Linked DNA regions of Rattus norvegicus: region 1 is linked to region 2. A link is a contact called in public Hi-C data. All regions are on one chromosome and are shown on one strand. The core of a region is the stretch at or near the end of the contact, and the rest is flanking DNA. Distances in the headings are between cores, read along the strand shown. Region 1 holds the start of Puf60 (poly-U binding splicing factor 60). Region 2 holds the start of Gfus (GDP-L-fucose synthase).

What was found. Hi-C and Micro-C count contacts between places; a contact is called where the count stands out from the background.
Region 1: a Hi-C map of frontal cortex shows a contact between it and region 2, with 1.6 times the contacts expected there. The contact joins the promoter of Puf60 here to the promoter of Gfus in region 2. A contact is called at or near these places in 1 of 12 Hi-C or Micro-C datasets (frontal cortex) and 1 of 1 datasets of contacts at active chromatin or transcription factors (oligodendrocytes).

The regions. Positions count from the first base shown.
Region 1 is chr7:109,672,964-109,676,094 of GRCr8, forward strand. Puf60 (poly-U binding splicing factor 60) reads right to left here and starts at 1,451. Exons shown (of 11, transcript NM_001399392.1): 1 at 1,389-1,451. The coding sequence starts at 1,412. LOC102548315 (a long non-coding RNA gene) reads left to right here. Exons shown (of 3, transcript XR_005487508.2): 3 at 1-3,131.
Region 2 is chr7:109,496,319-109,499,761 of GRCr8, forward strand. It overlaps Gfus (GDP-L-fucose synthase), which reads right to left and starts at 1,344. Exons shown (of 11, transcript NM_001127455.2): 1 at 1,310-1,344; 2 at 495-652; 3 at 18-132. The coding sequence starts at 640.

The sequences.
Region 1 (3,131 bases), core at 201-2,700, 180 kb after region 2:
ACTTCCTGGGTAGCCAAGCTTGTGCTGAGCACTGTGGATGTAGCAAAACAAGAGACAGACAATTCTCGGGACTCATGGTCAGATGCTGGCAAAGACTATTCCAGCTGCTTCAGTGGTGAGACTACTGTTTGAGCCCATCTCAACAATGACACCAACTTTCAGTAGTGTCGGGCTAACCTTTCAGTCATCAGGGGCTACCCAAAAATGAGGTATCCGCTCTCTACCAGTGCTGTTCAAAGTATTTTATATTCTGCCCTCCCCCTTCTTCTATCATCTGACAGTCACCTAAGAGCAGCCATCAAGCTCTCAACTCTCTGGTTGTCTTTACACGAAGACCATTTACACCTGTAGCTTCAAGAATCGGAGTGTTATTTTTTTTTCTTTTTTCTTTTTTTCGGAGCTGGGGACCGAACCCAGGGCCTTGCCTTTGCTAGGCAAGCGCTCTACCACTGAGCTAAATCCCCAACCCCGGAGTGTTATTTTTCAAAAGGTAGCCTTGATGTGAGTGGTACACACTAGATCTATCCCTCGCAGGCTGGAGCAAGTGCCCCTCTCCCAATATGAAGGTGCAGTCCCCAGCTAAGGCTGAGGAATGACAGCCTGTCTACACTACTTGACCCTACCGTAGTCTGACCTGTAGGCATCTGCTTAAGTAGTCTCAGACCTCTGAATGAGGGTGGCAGCTAATAAAAGACTGGACTGCAATGGGGGTCCAAGAGATAAGTAGTTCCTAAAGCAAGTGGGGAGGAAGACTTGTGGTAGTCACTCTTGGTACATTCCTGACTGACCAGGGAAAACGCTGAGCAGGGCTGAACAAAACAAGGGGTGAGCAGTGTCTTATGATGCCCACCAGACCAGTGACGGAGGTAGGCACTGACGGGGGTTCTCCAACAGAGCCAGGGACAGAAAGACTGTCTGAAAGGTGTGGAGGATGTTTTCCCCCTCCTGAGTGGTAATAGAATGGGAAACCCGTTTCTCTGTGCACCATGGCGTAGAGCAAGTGCCAGTGGGCCCGCCCCTTCCGCGTCCCCAATAAGGGGCGCAGTCGCGCAGGTCTGGAGCAGGCGCCAGGGCTCCCAGACGCCTAGACAACTGTCGCCCAGCCTCAGCAAAAAGAGGACCGCCCCGCCGGAATCCAGCTGGGCAGCCCGCGGCCGGCCCACCCCGCCCAGCTGCCGGAAACTGAAGTCCTCGAGCCGGAAGCTGCAGCCAAGCCACAGCCGCGCGCTCCCGCTCCGCCTCCGCCCCGCGTGCCGGTGACCACCAGAAAGCCCGTATGAGGCCGGGTCAAGCCAATGCGCACCCAGGGGCCCCTCCGCACCCTGTTCCGGCCTACGACTCACTCCTACCAGTTGACGGCCGCTCCCGGCCGCGAGGGATTCACTTACGAGAGCTATAGTTGCCGTCGCCATCTTGCGTCCGTCGCGGCCGCCGCGCGCGCCACAAGCATCAGCTCCCTCCGCAGTCTCGCGCGATCTGGGCGCCGGACGCGGAATTCTCGCGATACACGACCTAGCTACGTGAGTGGAGACCGGAACGTATTTCCGGGGCGGAGCAGGCATTTAATGTTCCGGAGGAGAACGGATCGGCCGGGGTAGTGAAGTGGAGACCCGGAGAGCCCTCCCGCGTTTGGGGGAACGGGGAGGGGGGGCGTGGTCAGCATTTTTAAATCAGTTCCGTCTGCCTATTTTACTAGCACCCTATTCCATTTAAGTTCATTCACTGAGAGCGAGAAAGAGGCCGATTTCTTCTTTTCGTAGACAGCTGAGGCAGAAGACAAAAAGATTGATGCATCCATCGCCTTTGCATTATCCATCTAAAGTCAAGAGTCCTCATTTATTTTGAAATATGACCTGTCCTAGTGAGAAAGTAGCCTTTTAGAGCGTTTGACTTGCAGATAGACCCAAAAGATGGTTCCCCAGCCAGTCCTGCGGACATAAATGTGCACGTTAGTCCCCGAGTCCTGAGCTATGAATAAATCTATTTTCATCTGTGCTGCGAGGAGTTGCTCTGACGTTTACCTTGAGCTTCACTCAGTACCAAGATCCTAAGGCTGCCTGCAAGACACCAACCACATCTGTAAGCTCAAGCACCCTCAAGCTAAGCCATTCTGTTTTTCAACCCTGTGTTTTTCAGAATTTTATATATAGAGATCTCTAGCAAAATATGGCAGGATACTTCCCTCCCCTTCTGAACCACATTTAAACAGGCAAGACCTCTATTGAAAGCCTAAGTGGGCAGAGAAGTGGAATGTTGGGGAACCAGAGGAGGGCCTTAGCAGACTGGTTTGTGATGTTTGTGTCTAGAATTCTCTGAAAAAAGTAAAGATAGGGAAAAAAATGTAGGTGCCTCCAGACTTCTATCCCTGCTACATGGTGCTAGTAGGTCTGGCTCTGCCAACAGTGGCTGGACATAACCTCCACTCTGGGAAAAAAGCATTGAGACCCAGCTTAGCGTCTCACTCTTAAGCACAAGAGCATGAGGAAATATGACACAGAAGAAACCAAGGCAATAAAGGAAATGGAAGAATAAGACTAGAAACCGAGAAAGCAATACCATCAAAGATACCCAAAGTTGTTGCAGCCCCAAAACAAGAAGATAAAGACCATGAACGTAGATTTCTTCCCAATTAAAAAAAGAAAAAACAGCCAGGTGCTGGTGGCATACTCCATTAATTCCAGCACTCAGGAGGCAGAAGCAGATCTCTTGAGTTTGAGGCCAGCCTGGTCTACACAGTTCAGGACAGCCAGGGCTACACAGAGAAACTCTTGTTTCAAAAATCAACCCCTCACCCCAAAACAAAAAAAAAAAAAATCTGCAAATGAGCAATTCAATAGGTTGTAAAATAAAGTTGAGCTGGGTGTGATGGCACCTTTGATCCCAGAACTCCAGAGGCAGGGGCAAGGAGGATCTCTGTGAGTTGGAGACCAGCCTGGTCTACCATTCCAAGTAGTTCAAAGCAACTTCCAAGACAGCCAGAACTACGTAGAGAGATTCTTTCTCAAAATAAAACTAAATACAAAAAATCCCATAAAGTTGAAAGTTGCAAGAAAACAAACTATAATAATCACATTGGTCAATAGTCAAGACTTAGAATGAGATGGGCCCACTAGAGCCTCTGCAGACAGACA
Region 2 (3,443 bases), core at 94-2,593:
TGAGCACTCCAACTTACCCAGAAATCCAAGTTGTATTTAATATTCCGGAAAAGGCCGCCTACCATTGCAGCAAGATGGATGACGTGGGTGGGCTGTACCTTCTGGAACAGAGCTTGGGTTTGCGCTGCATCCCTGAGGGAAGCCAGGATGTCAGGGGTGGGCCTAGGGAGGCCTGAGGAAATCAGGAGTTAAGAGCTTGGGCAGTGAGTATATAAACTGAATGGGTCCATGATTGGAACTGGAGGGGCAACCAAAGGGCCGAGTGGCTCAAAGTTCAGGGTTTTAGCAGCTGTCGGTTGTGGGAATCCCGGAACTATAGGAGGATGTTTACTTAGAACACAGCCATCAACCACAGCCAGATCAGTCACCTGGTAGGGAGGACCCAAACTCGGGGTAGATTACTGCTAGGCTCAAGAACAAACGCTGCAGTGTACTACTCAGTCTGGAAGGGGAACCAAGAGGAAGGATTGGGTCTGAATATGGCCCCAACTTACGTCAGATCTGCATCTTTGGAGGAGACAAACACCCATTCCTCTCCAGGCAAGCCGGCCCCATCTGCGACCACCTTCTGGATGGCTCTGCCCACCAGTCCAGAGCCCCCTGTTACTAGGATCCTCATGGATCCGTGGGGTTCACCCATTATGGTCTGCACCTGAAGAGCAAAATGACACGAACTAAGGAGGATATAGGAGGTGCCACTTTCCCTACCCCATTCTCCTTGGCCAATGCCAGGAGGTACAGAATCAAAACTCCCAAGGAGGAGCGACAATAGGCTGACAGACACACCCAGCTCTGTTCCCCCAGGAAGTCCTTTGCCCTGGGCATTATAGGTTCCTGCTGGCTGCCGTCCAAACAAAGCAACTTGGTCCCAACCCGTGAACCTACTAGGCAGAGGAAACGTACACCTCATCCCTATGACTACAAAATTAGGGCTGGCAGAACCCTGCACAGATCGTAGTAGCTGCTTCTCCCCAACGTTCACCCTACAGGTGCCCATGCTTGGAGTCCCGTATTCACAAGTACTGAGCTGATAGCCTACGACGTAGGAAAACCTAGTTCTTCTAGGGCAGGGTGCACCACTGGACGGCTTCGGGACGCTGGAAATTTGTTACGGTCCCTGTAAGGGGGGCTCTGAACCAGCAGCATGGCTTCACTCTTATCCAGATGAGCAAGGGCCCGGCCCCCAAACCCCTTAGTTCCCGACCCAGCCCAACCCCACTCAGACCCACGATGCGAGACGCACTCTTACGGCCCTGACCAGCCTGCGAGGTCCCTGGTTTGCTGCGCCGTATCCAACTGTAAGTCTCACCTGCGATGGGTTCCACTAGTCCAAGAGCTACTTCCGGTGCACAATTCTCCAGCTACTCCCAGCTCAATTGGAGGGGGCGAGGCCCTCCCGGGGAACTCTGGGAAATGTAGTCTTTGTCATGCGCCAGTGAGGCGCGGGCCCTTCTGGGAAACGTTTTCTGTACTACACCGCCGTCCCTGGACCCGGGTGGGGTGGCCCTGTTTGACTGCCGGAACTGCAATGCAGGGGACAAGCTGCCCACCTAGACACACTCTGGTGGTCAAAGGACACAGGTCCCGCAAGGGACTTGTGGACCGGCCAGGAAACTCCAGTTCTTATCCTGCAACGATGACCACTTCCAATTAGCCCTCCTGCATGTCTTTGAGTGGCCACGCATATGGTTGAGTCGGCATCCCTCACCAGTTGTGTGTTCCAGTCAAGAATTCACAGAAGACGCGATTTGTTTATGTAAATAGAGTATTTTAAAGCAGTGAATAAAATCTCTTCTACCTCAGCAACATCTTAAAGTGTATTTCATAATGAAAAATTAAAATACCAGCCAAAGGGGCACATATTGGGATGGTGAGCACTTGACTCCAAACCTGTTCACCTGAGTTTGATCTACTCTGACCCATTTATTGGAAAGCCAGAACTGACTTCCACAAGTTGTTCTCTGATCTTCATGCTTACACTGTCCCATATATGCACCCACACATACAAACAATAAATAAATGTAAAAAAAAAAACCTAAAAAAATATATCGGTTATGAGAAGGTAAGTAGGACTGCAGATGATTGAATTTAGCTAATTGTATGTATATCAACTGTGATGGTAGTATTAATTTAAAAAGAGACAGATTTAAAAACACAGAGTATGATGTTGCATGCCTTTAATCCCAGTACTCAGGAGACAGAGTCAGGCAGATCTCTGAATTTGAGGCCAGCCTGTCTACAAAGTGAGTTCCAGGGTGGCCAGAGCTACACAGCCTCAAAACAAAATAAAACAAAACGAACAAAAATAAACAAAACACAGGCTGAGGAAATGGCTCAGAACATTTGCTAACAAGCCCTGAGTTCAATCCTGGCCCCACCCCTGGAAGCCAAATAAATGATTGGGGAGAGAACATTTGTGTTTTTCCTTAACACCAGAATTATTGGACAATAATAAATTTGGAAGACCCAGTGGTTTTCGTTGGAACCGTATTGTTATGGTTTGAATATGCTTGGTCCAGGGAATGGCGCTATTTGGAGGTGTGGTCTTGTTGGAATAGGTGTGTCGCTGTGGGTTTGGGCTTGTACATCCTAGTCCTAGATACCTGGAAGTCAGTCTTCCTTCCGCTAGCAGCCTTCAGATGAAGATGTAGAACTCTGCCTGCATCATGCCTATCTAGATGCTGCCCTATTCCCATCTTGATGATAATGGACTGGACCTCTGAACCTGTAAGCCAGCTCCAATTAAATGTTGTCCTTTATAAGACTTGCATTGGTCATGGAGCAATTTTTGGATCAGTAGCCATGGTTTTCAGGATGCCTCTCCTGCTCGATTCTAATCTTCATAAGTTCAGATGGTATCATTTCTTGTAGAGATGTAAACAAACCTGTGTCCCCAACGTAAGACTTCTGCAGGCTTCCATTCTGATGTTAACACATTCTTATAGTACATAGGCTCATTTAATTCCAGCTTTTTCTATAACTTGGTAACTCTTAGCTGTTCTTGTCTGAAACCACTCATGGTTTTTGCTATGGGGACCTGGGCCAGGCCCCAAAGTCTAGAAATTGTCTTGGCCATCTCTCTTGAACCTACACTCATTGGTCCAACGGCAACCCTTACTACATCTCCTGCACACCCTAGGAAGCCTAGGCCTTTTATCTGGTTTATATTTAGAAAAACCATTGCCACTAGAAATGGCCTGTTTGTCTCTCTGGCATAACGTACCATATTTCTTGCAGTTAGTTCACCAGGCATTTTGATATCAGAGATACAGTTTGACTCATGGTACACATTAGAACCAATATCTGTGATATTCCTTATCCACTTGTCCATGGGCACTGCCCACACCTTTAAGGGTTTAATAACTTTTTTCCATTCAATATCTGAATGTTCATACACCAAGGTTTCTATCAACACCTGTCTTGCCTCAGGATCTGATATAATT